Regions from separate parts of the Pan troglodytes genome. Here all the other regions are linked to region 3. The links are chromatin contacts, called in public HiChIP or PLAC-seq maps. All regions are on one chromosome and are shown on one strand. Each heading gives the region's core, a stretch centred on a gene start, on an enhancer-like site or on the middle of the called end of the contact. The rest is flanking DNA. Distances are from core to core; before and after follow the strand shown.

Region 1 (4,576 bases), core at 267-2,766, 330 kb before region 3:
GCAGATCACGAGGTCAGGGTATCAAGACCGTCATGGCCAACAGTGAAACCCCGTCTCCACTAAAGATACAAAAAATTAGCCGGGCATGATGGCGGACGCCTGTAGTCCCAGCTAGTTGGGAGGCTGAAGCAGGAGAATGGCAGTGAACCCGGGAGGCGGAGCTTGCAGTGAGCCGAGATCTAGCCACTGCGCTCCAGCCTGGGCGACAGAGTGAGACTCCATCTCAAAAAAACAAAAACAAACAAAACAAAAAACACCCTCCAGAATAATGCAGCACCTAGGAATTATAAAGCTTAATATGTAGCCGGGCACAGTGGCTCACGCCTGTAATCCCAGCACTTTGGGAGGCTGAGGCGGGCGGATCACAAGGTCAAGAGATCGAGACCATGCTGAGCAACATGGTGAAACCCTGCCTCTACTAAAAATACAAAAATTAGCTGGGCCTGGTGGCGCGTGCCTGTAGTCCCAGCTACTCAGGAGGCTGAGGCAGCAGAATCGCTTGAACCCGGGAGGTCGAGGTTGCAATGAGCTGAGATCGCGCCACTGCACTCCAGCCTGGCGTCAGAGCAAGACTCCGTCTCAAAAAAATAAAGAAAGAAAGAAATTTAGCATCCCTCTCTAGAGCCCCAAAATGGAAGGCAGACTTTTATCATCTTCTCAAGATTTCAATCTCCTGGGCTCGCTCCACGCCCCTCAGTGGCCATCTCATACTGCTCTGGGGCGACTGTTCTGGAAACAGGCCTGGTATGCTGGGTGTGCCCCTGACTCACTCCACCCCCTCTCCATGAGGCAACCCCTAAGCAGGCTGAGCTCCGAGCAGAGTTGCTGCCCAAGGGGAGCTCTGCTGAACGCGAAGACCCCTTCTCTGCTCGGGAGCCGCCCTCAACACCTCGGACTGGGTCCAGGGCCAGACAGCGTGAACCCGAGGGCCCCGCGCAGGGACCGGGGGGTGGCAGAGCAAGCAAGAGCAGGGCACGGGGTGGGCGGCATAAGCGAGACCTGCTGGGAGCGAGAGAACCCAAACTACGGGAGCAACGGCGGGCGCCAGGGAACCACACCTCGGAACGGTCCCAGGGGAGACCAGGAGGGCGGCTGGAGAGAGCCCAGGAAGCGGTCTGGGCCGCGGGCAAAAGACACACACCACGACCATCATAAGCTTCGAGGTCAGTGGCCCGAGAGCTGAAGAGGGGCCGCGGGGTGGGTGAACAGAGACCCGAGAGGACAGAGAGTCGCAGACGCGACCCCGGGAGACGGAGAACAACGGGCAGCCTGGGCCCATCTGCGGCGAAGGGGCCGGGCCCGGCAGGTACCTTGGCCGGCGGAGTCCATGTTCGGGCGGCGTCCGGACCGCTGTCGCGGGCGCTATGGGAGCCGAGCGGGCGGCGCCGGGAGAAGCTCGCCGCGTACACACTAGCCAGCGGAACTGCCTCAGCTCCGCGGCGTTTCGTAATCCGCGATGCGACGGCTACTTCCGCCCGGGCACGTGCTCCGCCTTCTTCCCGCCCCCACGAGTGATATCCAATGAGAGCGTCGCTTGGCCCGTCCTGATTTACCCGACTCAACCTGATAGGCCGAAACTGCGGGCGAACCAGGAAAGGGAGGCGTGGTTCGGCGGGAATCCATTCCAGGTTGACTCCACCAGCGAGAATCACAGGTAGAACGGTCAGAGTAGCGGGAGGACGGAGAAGGTGGGAAGTGGGAGGACCGTCCAACATGGCGCTGTGGAAAGCCAGCGCAGGGCCCCAGGGGATCTTCCGGGGCGGATGCAGCTGCCTAGGAGTGCTGGGGCTCGCGCGCCTCGGCGGCTCAAACTCTGACCCCTTGAGATCCTTTCCAGCCCGACCCCTTACTTTAGGGGTCAGCCTGCCCCCGTAAGTCCTGTTATTTATTGTATTTATATTCTTTTTTTAGTTGGTCCTTTTTTGTTTGTTTGTTTTTGAGACGGAGTTTCACTCTTGTTGCCCAGGCTGGAGTGCAATGGCGCGATCTCAGCTCACTCCAATCTCTGCCCTCCGGGTTCAAGCGATTCTCCAGCCTCAGCCTCCCGAGTAGCTGGAATTACAGGCGCGCGCCAACACGTCCGGCTAATTTTCGTATTTTTAGTAGAGACGGGGGTTTCGCCACGTTGGCCAGGCTGGTCTCGAACTCCTGACCTTAGGTGATCCACCCGCCTCGGCCTCCTAAAATGCTGGGATTACAGGCGTGAGTCACCGCCCCTCACGCCTGGCTAGTTTGTCCTTTTCATGGGGACTTTTTATTGTATGCGGGTTACGCTGAAAAAGATCGCGATTCGTCCCCTCGCCCTGCAGGCGCCGCTGCCGCCTCGCCTCGGGCGTGGACCCTGCGGCTCGGGCCTGCGCGTGTGCACCCCGAGGTTGTCTCACTTCCTGTTCAGGGCGACCAGCGCTGCGCCCTCCCCACTCCACAGATGAGGAAGCTGAGGTTAAAGTCACTTACCCCAGGTCACTCCGCAAGTTGAAGCGCAACCAGGATACTCTGGAACAGGATGCCTGACTTCAGAGGAGAGGCGCGTAACCACCAGGCAACTGGCCCCATGAAAACAAGTCCCACAACTTCCCTTCTTTGGCGCCTACTTGCTCCCGGAAGAAAAGCCTTAAACGGTATTCAAGCCCTTTAGGATCTGATGTCCTAGGACTCCACTCTGGGCTTCCAGCCTGGGGTGGTACTGGTCCCTAGGCATGGAAGCTCCTCCCACTGCCCCTTCCTTCACCCGGCCACCTCCTCCCACAGGTGTCTTCCTGGTACTCTTGCACAGGCCCGAGTCCTTTACCACCACGGCCTTATCCTGCTCTGGTGCTCTCAGTAATGTTTTCTCCATTTGCTGCCTTTCATTCTTTCCAGAGATTCTTGCTCAACCCAACCAGGCCAGCCCAGGGACTAGGGACATGTAGGGACAATAGTCCCTGCTTCAGGCAGTTCAGGGCAGACCACAGAGATGTGACATTACAGACCATTGTGAGCAGAGCCTTGTCCCATTCTGTGTTGCATCCCTAAGCCAGGAACAAAGTCCAGCCCAGGCCTGGCTCCAGAGGACGCGCAGTAGTATCCTCTGGCCTGTGCAAGTGTATCTGTAGCCTCACATGCCACCATGTGAGTCTGCAATCTGTCTGTGAATGCCCTGGTGTAGAAGCCAGGAGTTTGGAGGTGGGAGGGAGCCCTACAGAATGATAGCCAGTGCGAACTCCTGGGAATGTCCAGCCACTAAGACCTGCCCACAGCCCTGCCATGCCAATGTCCTCCTTTTCACGGGAGCAGCTTGCACAGACTCTCAGCACACAGCTGGCATTGTGTTCCCAGGAGCCATCCTGTAACCCAGGCCAGGTGAAGGGCTCCTCCCTGGGACCCCACAGCCCCGTTCCCATCATCCTTTTGTGGTGATCAAGGCACCCATCACACAGTATTGCCATAAACCGGGTCAGGTTAACCTTTCATTCCCTTAGGAGCTGGGTGGGGGCAGCCAAAAGTATTTGTAGGAGGAAGAGAGAAAGGAGGGGACAGAGCAAGGAAGAATGGGAGGACGGTCAGAACGCCCCTGTGAAGGAAGGAGAGCACCAAGTCCCCGTGTTCTGCCTACTGTCCCCCAGACAGCAGATCAGGAGCACCCCGCGCCCCGCCCCCCACCCCCGTCGGCGCCGGCCCCCTGCAATGGTTGGGGGTATGGGAAGGTGAACCAAGAAGGCCAGGAGTTCAAGTGCGTGATCCCCCACTGGGGCATATAGGTTACAGCCGCCAGGGCAACTGAAACTCCTCAGGCTCCAGAGGGCTGAAGTGAGTCGCCTCCACGTTCTTGAGGTGCTTCCGAGCCAGGAACAGTGCGAGGCGCCGGCGCCGCCGCGAGCTCAGGCCCTGGCCCACCAGCCATGGGAAGGCGGGTCCGTGTAGCCCCAGGGCCTCCTCGCCCTCCAGCTCCTCTTCGCAGCGTGCACGGTAGGAGCGCAGCAGCGCCAGGCACCAGTCCTCGTCCACGCGGTAGCGTGCATAGAAGGCGGCCTCCTGCGCCAAGCTGCCAGCGCGCAGCCAGCGGGTGACGATGGCGCGGCCCTCTCGCGCCATCACGACGGGGTAGCGGTGCTCCAGCAGGCGCAGCAGCAGCTCATTGCCCCGGTTGCCCTCCACGTCGCCAGGTGACAGGGGGCGCAGGCGGCCCGAAGTGCTGACCACGTCATCCTGCGTGCGTCGAAGCAGCAGCACCGGCCCCGGGTAGCAGCACAGCTGCTCGGCCACGTTGAGGTTGAAGTGCTCGCGCACGGTGCGCACCACCAGCCCCTTCCAACTGTGGGGCATGACCTTCAGCGCCAGCGGCACAAGGTCGTCGAAGGTGGCGTCCAGCACCAGTGCACCCAGCTCCGGGTAGGTCATGGTGGCCCAGGTGGCCGTGAAGCCGCCAACAGACCAGCCGTAGACCACCAGGTGCGCGGGCGGGAAGTGCAGGCGGTGCAGTGCGTACTTGACCACCACGTCCATGGCGTTGGCGTCGTGCTGAGGGAAGGGCACGCCAGTGCTGCTGCCGAAGCCGGGGTGGTTCCAGCCCAGCACGGAGTAGCCGGCCTCGAGC
Region 2 (4,413 bases), core at 1,112-3,611, 450 kb before region 3:
CACTCCAAGCCATTCATTACAGACACCAACACACACTGGTTAGGTCAGCTGCTCCCAGAGACTGGCTGGAGGAGCCACGAAAGCCGGACACAACTCACCTCATCGTAATTGGTGTCATTTAGATCCTCGTCGTCATCGTCAGCAGCCTGGTTTTTCTTCATCTGGTCCCCAACGGTTCTCTTGCCTGGGGGTGCATGGCGATCATCCACAGGGTCATTTGCATCACGGGCGGGCCCAATGTCTGACCGCGTGGTGAAGCCAGTGGCACTGCAGGAGACCCCCAAGACACCGGGTGTCTGAATAACTCTGTTCCTGTGCTCTTCTCCACCCCTGGTTATCACTTACTAACACCTCTTTTTCTAACACCTTTGGGAAACCTCCAAAGATCCTGGTGACAATGAACTGCAGTCTCAAACACTTCTGATCTTCTCTGCTTACCTGAAGGTTTCAGCCTACCCTGATGATGTTACCAAGGCAATCTCTCTCCACCCTAAGGCTTCGATCATCTCCCCCTCCACATCCAACCAGGCCCTTAAACCCAACTTGGTCCACACTGAGCTCGTCTGTGCCCACCTTACAGCTGCTCTGGGGTGTTTCAGCCGATAACAGCTGTCCCAGATGCCATGGGACCATGATGTAATTTTTGCCTCCCTCTCCCACTTTCCCCATCCTGTCTGTCCCCAAGTACTAATGAATCCACTTTCAAAATCCCTCCTTCCCAGACTATGACTCCCATCACAGCTGGAAACCAAGTTACCTCTCCCTGCCTTTAGCCTTCCTCTACTTCAACCCATGCTCTGCCAGATGATTCTTCCCAACACACAGCTCTGAGTAAAAAATTCTGGGCCGGGCGCGGTGGCTCACGCCTGTAGTCCCAGCACTTTGGGAGACAGAGGCGGGTGGATCATGAGGTCAGGAGTTCAAGACCCCCCTGGCCAACATGGTGAAACCCTGTCTCTACTAAAAATACAAAAATTAGCCGGGCGTGGTAGCGGGCACCTATAATCCCAGTTACTCAGGAGGCTGAGGCAGAGAACTGCTTGAACCCGGGGGGCAGAGATTGCAGGGAGCTGAGATCGCGCCATTGCACTCCAGCTTGGGCGACAGAGCAAGACTTTGTCTCAAAAAAAAAAAATAATAATAATAATAATAATAATAATAATTCTGAAGGGTCATGATCTTTCTAACGTCTCCAGGAGCTCTAGCCTGACGCTCAAGGCCCCTCCAACCTCCTGAGCTCTATTCTATTCGCTGTACATTCCACTCACACTGGACTCCCTCCTGTTCCCTGGGCTTCCTCCTTGCCTCACTTTTTTTGAACTCCCACACGCAGAATGTCAGTTTCTCTTCTATCGTCACCGTTTCTACAGCCCTAAGTCCAGCTCTCTTACTAAACTTGGCTCCAATGCTACTCTCCATTAAGCATTGGGTTCTAAATCTGGTCCTCTTTACGTACTTATTTATGGTAATACCAAATCCTCCTTAGTGAGCTTCGGGTCCTCTGAAGATGCTGTCAATATCGGAGCCTTGTGTGTGCCCCACAGATTCTAATATAATACCACCACCAAGAAAAACCCAGTAGTGTTCCTCATCAAATGAATAGCCAAATAGGATAATAACGACTGCTCACTTATCCAGCAACGTACGGTGGTCATCTGTGTTGCAGGCATAGAGGACCCAGGCACGCTTAAGGCGGGGCGGGCGGGCGGGGGGGGGTGTCAGCCCGACCTGAGGAAGGTGGTCCCGTGTTTCCACTAACATCAGATTCCTCTACTCCTCACTGCAGACCGCATACAGCATTACCCATCTTACAGACCAAAACACTGGGCTGAGAGTCAATGTGTCACATCTAGGCGGCAAGCAGGATGCACACACATGTATGTCCTGACCCCAAAGCCCGTTGCTTCCTGCAGGGATTAAGCCGATCCACCAAGCGTCTTTCAGACTGCGCGGCCATAGACCCCCGCCCCCAAACACGCGCACTGCGCTCCTGTAGCCGGGTCCCCGCCCCTCGCGCGCCGCCCCCAGGCCTCACCCCCGGCCCAGCCCCGGCACGTAGCCGAGTGGCGCGGGCATCCCTAGGAACGGTTTCTTCTTCTTGTTCATGGTGGCGGCGACGACCAAGGCTAGGAAGGAAAGGAATGAGGAGCGGAAGAGGGAAAGACGCAGAGACTCTAGGCTTCGACGTCCGATGCACTCCGTAGCAAAGTGTCGCCGTCGTCGCGTCACCCGCGCCCCGGAAGCAGAGCGCTCAGTCCGCACACGCCCCGCCCACTTTCGATTCCCTGGGCGGAAGTCCCGACGTGCTGGTTCGACGACTTCCGGCCGCGGCTAGGGGGCAGGAACGTGGCAGGCGCGTGCGCGGGAGCGCCTCCTCGTGGAGAGGCGGAAGAAGCTAGGTCGAGCTTGCACTGGGACCCTAACTGGCCCCTGGGGGCTAAAAACAGCCTGGGGCATTGCTGCTTCCCGAGTGCTCTGATGCAGTCCCGAGACCTGTCTGTGAGGGTAGGACCCATGGTCCCCTCCCTCTGAACCCATGGCCCCCTCCCTCTGAACCAGCCCAGCTGCCCGCCCTCGCCCCTGGTGCGCCCTGTCCGAGCAGAGCTGTACCCTGTCCAGTTGTGTAGAGCTTGTGTGTACTGGTTATGGGCACACTGCTGCCCTACGCTTTTAGCACTCATATTCTTGAACCCCCATTCAGGCATCTGTCCCTCCAGTGGGACTAGAGACCCCACCCACGCCCGCCAACATGCCTTGGACATTCTGGTGAGGGCCACATCCTTAGCTCCTGGAGAGCTAATTGACGAAATAAATAACCGCAGCTGAGCTGTCGGGAACACGTCAGTACATGAACATGGCTGTCAAGCATGTGGGTGAATTCTCTGTGTGTGATTAGTGGGGTGTGTGCACAGAGGTCACGTGTGCTCGTGTTTTGGGTGCAAGTGCATGACTGTACTCTGTGCATGCATTTCTACATGTCTGTGTGCATCTCTGGTCCTCCTGCTGTAAGACATCCTCCAGAGCCCCTACATACACCCAGGGAGAGCACCCAGGCTCCTGGGCAGAGCAAGCCGAATAGCTGGTTGCAAGCCTGGCCTGCTGCTGCACCAGGCAACCACAGTTCCCTAGCCCAGCCCCATCTCAGCACTTCTCACTGGACTCCTGGAGCAAACACACCGCTCCGGCCTGCTACAGCCTCCTTGGAGTTCCCCTCTGCCCCATCTCCAGGCAAGCCCCTTTCAGTTACAGAGCACTGTACCGCCCCCTCTCCCCCGGGCACTGAGCCAGGTTCTGGGGCTGCAGAGGGAAGGGAGAACCACCCTGATGTTCACAGTGGGGTGGGCGGTAAGCAAGAGTCAAGCTGGTTTCTCCGGGGAAGCGGGTGCCTATTTGAGGGCGAGTAAAGACGTAGGAGACCGAGGAAAGTGTGTGGGAGGGGTTGACCTGCCCCTTGTCCTGGCCCCGGTAGGTAGAAGGCCCCTGTAAGATGCCCCTCAGCCCACCCCCACGCACAGAGGGGCCCGACCTCAGAGGACGCCCGGCAGGTGCACGGGGACTCTCCTCCGCGGAGCCGTGCCCAGGGGCGCACGGACGCCCCTCGCCCTGGCGGACAGCCTTGGCGCACGCAGGCCCGCGCGCCGCCGACACACCTCGGAGCTCCCGGAGCGCGCCCGGCACACAGGGCTCGGCGGCAGGTGCCTCGCCGCGCACACTCGCGGGCCGCGGGGACCGGCTCGGGCGCGGGGCCGGCTGGGGCGGGGCGGGGCGGCGGCGCGCGTTCCCCGCCGGCCACACCGGCCGCCCTGCACTCGGCGAGGGGCGTGTGCGCGGGCCTGGCACCCGCGGGCCCCATGTTCACCGAGCTGAGGTCCAAGCTGAGCCCCCCGCGTGGCCGCGCCGGGGCCGTGCGCGCGGGCTTCGGGGAGCGCCGGGATGTGGACGGTGAGCGGGGCTGGACTGGGGAGCGGGGATTTCTCGGGCGGGGGTCTCAGGGACCCAGAGGCACGGGGGCGGGGCGGGACCCGGCGGGCTTCGAGCGGCGGTGGCTGGGGGTATTCGGCGGAGGTCCCGGCTCAACGGGGTCCCGTAGCCTTTGTCCTGCTTTAGGGGGCAGCCAGCCTCAGGCCTTGGGGGTCAGCGCGCCCTTGGTTTGGGGTGAGGGGGTGACAAGCCGGGGCGCCTGTGTCCAGGCTGGGACTACGCTCGGGTCACCTTTTTCTGCGCGCGGGGAAAACCCTCCCCCGCTTTTGCAGTGGGGCCGAAAGGGGGCCGAGGTCACATCCCGCCTCGGTGCCCCCGCCGCATTTCCTTCTGGAATCCTGACGTTGGGGCGGGAGGGACCGGACCGACAGACCGCGGGACGGACGGAACTCCCTCCCGGAGTGCAGGCAGGAAATGGGCGGAGCCTGCTTG
Region 3 (4,230 bases), core at 576-3,075:
TCAGCCCCCCAAACCCAGACCCAGGAGCTGGAGCGTAGGGGTCCACGTGGCTAGAAAATGCAGGTTGGAGCGGCCCCCATGCCGCCTAGACCCCCAGCCCAGGACATCATGGTGCCCAGACAGCGTGAGCCCCAAGGGCATTGGCAGGAGCTGCCGATTCCATCTCCCTGGGCGGGTTCCAGGTGGCACAGGAAGGGTGGGCCGGGAGGCTTGGTGACCTGGGAGCTGCCCTTGGAGGCTATTTCCAGGGGCCTCAGGGTGGGCCGTGGGGGATTTGGAGTCTTCTGCCTGTGCAGGGTCAGGCAGGGTCGGTTGGGGGCTCGGAGGTAGATGCCATGGTATGCTGGGCAGCAAGTGGCTCAGAAAGCCTCTGGGTGTGAGTCCTCGGGGGTCACCAAGGCAGGAGGGGGCAGGGATGTGCAGGGTCGGCCCTCGTCTCCCCACGTCTGGCTCAGGGAAGCTTCTGCTCAGGTCTTCGTGAAACACGTCAAGAAGCAAGGGGGCCGGCGGGGTCTGTTTGTGGCCCCCGGAGACCCTGCCCCCCACCCTCCTGGGAGCCCAGGTTGGCAGCTGTGCCCAGAAGGCTTTCGGGGATGGAAAGTTTGGAGACAAGTTCAGGCCTGACTGAGTCCTTGTCCCCTAGAGTTGGGGTCAGCTCTGTACCTGCTGAGCCGAAGTGCTGATGGCCGCCGTCCACAGGCCCCGGCCAAAGGCTGGCTCAGGAGGAAGCTAAGAGATGAGACTCCCGTGTGCAGAGACAGGTGGCCCCGGGGAGGGAAGAGGCCACTCGGAGGCTCCGAGAACGGAGGCAGCGCAGGGGCTTCCTGGGGCCTGTGCATAGAAGGAGCAAGGCCAAGCGGAGGGAAGCAGCAGGAACCAGGACCCCTGCAGATGGTGGAGGCAAGAGGCTTTATCTGAGCCTTTGGGACCCTGGCCACCTGCCCAGCTCCATCTGCATGGGAGAACCTAGGGGAGGGGCTGGCTCTGGTACCTGGGCCCACTGAGGCCTTGAGCTGAGCTTCCGGTTCTGGCAGGTCCCCAGCACAGCAGCCTGGGGGCTCCTCTGGCACAGACGGCCTCGCCCTCTGTGCTTTCTGCAGCCGCCACTGGGGTTAAGGGAACCAGGTGTGTCTGTGGCACCTGTGCCCTCCTAGGCATCTCGCCAGCCACCAGCTGAACAGGTTTGGTGCTCCTGGGTATCTGGGAGGGGCCGGGGACGTTCCTGCCTCCTGGTGTGGCTTAGACTGAACGTCCTGCACGTCCGAACTCAGGGATACTCGAGGCTTCCTGGACATAGACTCACGGGCCCAGAGTCCCAGGCTCGAGTACACCGGGGCGGTGTCAGAGCTGGTGGGCTCTGAGGGACGCTGCCCGGCCAGATGCCCCGGCGCCCTCCTTCCGCATTCCCCACCCCCCACCCCTCCCCCTGCATCCTCCCCGACCGACCCCAGACAGAGCTGGGAGGGCCAGAGGGACACTGCCCAGGCCGGCACCCCGCTGCCCCTCCCCACCTTGGTCAGTGCTGAGCTGGGCTGCCCAGAAATCTATGAACCTGTTAAATAACCCAGATTATTGTTCTTAATCTCAAAACAATGAGTGGAAGGTGCCATTATTTCTCTTTGCAATAAAAATAAAAGTTCAAATACGCAGTTTAGGGACTTTCCCTACCACTCCTTGCAGACTTTGAGTTTCCCTTCCCACCCCTTCCTGCCCCCTTGTGGCTGCCAGTCCAGGTCCCTGGGTTGGAGCTCCCGGGTGGACACAGTAGAGTCAGTGGGAGGGTGGGGCGGGGAGGGGCCTTCAGGGAGGGGGTGTCCCGAGTCTCAGGGGCTGGGGGGCAGGTGGCCGTCGGGTGCAGGTGGGGGTCACGGCAGGGCTCACTCAGGCATGAGTCGGGAGAAGGGAGGCCAGCTGGAAGGGGGCAGGGGTCCTGCGGGCTGGGCAGGAGGAGGCAGAGGCTGCAGGCAGGAGGGGCTGCCTGGGAGGGACCTGTGGCCTTGGGCCCCAGCGCCGTGGGCGCTTCCAGGCCGCACTCACGGTCCTTGCCTGCCCCCTGGCGTCCGTGTGGAGGAAGGCAGTGCCCGTTTCTTCAACCGCGGGTGCCCCTGGCTCTGCCTCCCCGGGGATCCCCCAAAACCCTCGGGCCCTCCTCTTCCAGGAAGTCCTCCGGGCTGACCCACACAGCTGTCGCTGCCCTGATTCCACTCCCTCTTCCCTGCTTGGCCCTTACCCGAGGGCGGGCCTGCCCATGAGGCCGCTCTCAGGACGCCTGCCCACAGCAGCTCCTGACATTGGGCCCTGCGCTCAGGGGTGGAGTCTGGGGCTGGGTGAGGGCACCGACGGGTGGAGGGGAAGCTTCCGGAAGCGGGGAGAGAGGCGGCCCCCACCTGTGCCCCCGCAGCTCTGACGGTTGGGAAGGCAGCGCCTGCAGCCCTCACCTTCCTGCCCTCAGGCTGCGAGGCTTGTTCCCAGGGGGCCGTTGGCTTCCCTGAGTGCCTGAGTGTCCATAAGTTGGACCCCCGAGAAGCCCCAACCGGGGGTCCTCCTCCCCCTCTCCTGCGCTCAGGCCGGCCCTGGCGGTGCTTCCCCAGTGGGTTCCCATAGTTCGGGCGCTAAGTGCTCGGATGGGCCCCAGTGGGCCTGAGAACTTGTGGGGCCGGCTGGGCCCTCAGGAGGAGCCGGGGTGCTCTCGAGCGCCTGTGGGTGCTGGGTGTGGCTGCTTCCCGGCCTGTCATGAGGAAGTGGGACGGCCCGCCTGCCACGCCCAGCTCTGGGTGCTCCAGCTGGGCTATAGCCTGGTCCTGCCGCTGCGCCCGCCTGCCATGGTGTCCCGGGACCAGGCTCACCTGGGCCCCAAGTATGTGGGCCTCTGGGACTTCAAGTCCCGGACGGACGAGGAGCTGAGCTTCCGCGCTGGGGACGTCTTCCATGTGGCCAGGAAGGAGGAGCAGTGGTGGTGGGCCACGCTGCTGGACGAGGCGGGTAGGGCCGTGGCCCAGGGCTATGTGCCCCACAACTACCTGGCCGAGAGGGAGACGGTGGAGTCGGAACCGTGCGTGTCCTAGGCTGCTGGGAGCTTTGGCACAGGCCACCCTCTAGGCACAGGGGAGGGACAGGGCTCTGGGCTGCTCAGGGAGGCCCAAGAAGGTGGGGACCCCGGTTCCATCTTCCTGTACCCCAAAGTCCAGGCTGGGCATCCCGCTTGGTCCTCCCTGCAGGCCCCATGCGCTGGCGCCCAGGAGTGCCCAGGACTGTCCCTGCGGGAGTTGGAGCATGGGGGTCAGAGGGCACGGCCCCTGCCTTGGGCTCATCCTTGTCACAGCTCGGGGGTGGACGCTGCATTGCCGGGACCCAGGGAGGACAGAGGGTCCAGGGTGGACTTCTGGGGCCCGGTGGCCAGTGACAAGGTCTGTCGAGCGTTCCAGGGCCTTTGGGGGAAACGAAGCTTGAAGCTTGCCCAGTTTCCAAAGTGCCGGAACCAGACACACGACCTAGTTAGGGGAGCGGGCCGGCTGCCGGGCAAACTTCCTGCCTGCTGTGCCCTGCGGGGAACCAGACAGCAGCTGGTGTGGCCTGGCCTTGGCTTCCACGACTGCCCGGAGCTCAGGCCGAGGAGGGTCACACTCCTGAGATCCCGCGTTTCTCATCATTGATTGGGCACCCACTGTGTGTGTGCGTGAGTCACAGGCTGTGTAGGGTTAGCTCCTGGGGGACCCAAGCAACAAGCAGGGGAGGCTGTAAAGAGGCCGTTGGGCAGGGGCCCGTGGTGGAGACCCCTCTATTATGTGCAGACCCACGACCTCGTTAGCAGGGTCACGTGCAGGCCCACGACCTCGTTAGTGAGCAGGGGTACAGGGGTGGGGTCTGGCCGGAGGCTGGTCAGCTCCCAGGTGCAAAGACCCTGAGGCCTGAGAACTCGCCCAGGTGAGGAGTGGGGAGGAGGCCAGGTGAGGAGGGGGAGGGAGGCCAGGTGGGGGGGGCGGGAGGCCAGGTGGGGGGGGCGGGAGGCCAGGTGAGGGGGGGAGCAGGAGGCTAGGTGGGGGGGGGCTGGAGGCCAGGTGAGGGGGGGGCGGGAGGCCAGGTGGGGGGGGCGGGAGACCAGGTGAGGGGGGGGCGGGAGGCCAGGAGAGGAGGGGTTGGGAGGCCAGGTGAGGCAGGGGAGCGGGAGGCTAGGTGGGGGGGGCGGGAGGCCAGGTGAGGGGGGGGCGGGAGGCCAGGTGAGGCAGGGGA

The links. HiChIP or PLAC-seq counts read pairs in DNA pulled down with a chosen protein or histone mark.
Region 1: a contact with region 3 is called in an H3K4me3 HiChIP or PLAC-seq map of stem cell-derived excitatory neurons, with 16 times the contacts expected there. The contact joins the promoter of TPD52L2 here to the promoter of PTK6 in region 3. A contact is called at or near these places in 1 of 7 Hi-C or Micro-C datasets (stem cell-derived neural progenitor cells) and 1 of 1 datasets of contacts at active chromatin or transcription factors (stem cell-derived excitatory neurons).
Region 2: a contact with region 3 is called in an H3K4me3 HiChIP or PLAC-seq map of stem cell-derived excitatory neurons, with 11 times the contacts expected there. The contact joins the promoter of PRPF6 here to the promoter of PTK6 in region 3. A contact is called at or near these places in 1 of 7 Hi-C or Micro-C datasets (stem cell-derived neural progenitor cells) and 1 of 1 datasets of contacts at active chromatin or transcription factors (stem cell-derived excitatory neurons).

The regions. Positions count from the first base shown.
Region 1 is chr21:70,203,576-70,208,151 of NHGRI_mPanTro3-v2.0_pri, reverse strand. TPD52L2 (TPD52 like 2) reads right to left here and starts at 1,516. Exons shown (of 6, transcript XM_009437664.3): 1 at 1,311-1,516. The coding sequence starts at 1,329. ABHD16B (abhydrolase domain containing 16B) reads right to left here. Exons shown (of 1, transcript XM_003317058.6): 1 at 3,437-4,576. The coding sequence ends at 3,742.
Region 2 is chr21:70,325,595-70,330,007 of NHGRI_mPanTro3-v2.0_pri, reverse strand. PRPF6 (pre-mRNA processing factor 6) reads right to left here and starts at 2,361. Exons shown (of 21, transcript XM_016938284.4): 1 at 2,036-2,361; 2 at 99-267. The coding sequence starts at 2,106. SAMD10 (sterile alpha motif domain containing 10) reads left to right here and starts at 3,683. Exons shown (of 5, transcript NM_001251908.1): 1 at 3,683-3,942. The coding sequence starts at 3,852.
Region 3 is chr21:69,873,991-69,878,220 of NHGRI_mPanTro3-v2.0_pri, reverse strand. It overlaps PTK6 (protein tyrosine kinase 6), which reads left to right and starts at 1,825. Exons shown (of 8, transcript XM_016938334.4): 1 at 1,825-3,052. The coding sequence starts at 2,625. It overlaps SRMS (src-related kinase lacking C-terminal regulatory tyrosine and N-terminal myristylation sites), which reads left to right. Exons shown (of 8, transcript XM_024352155.2): 8 at 1-1,706.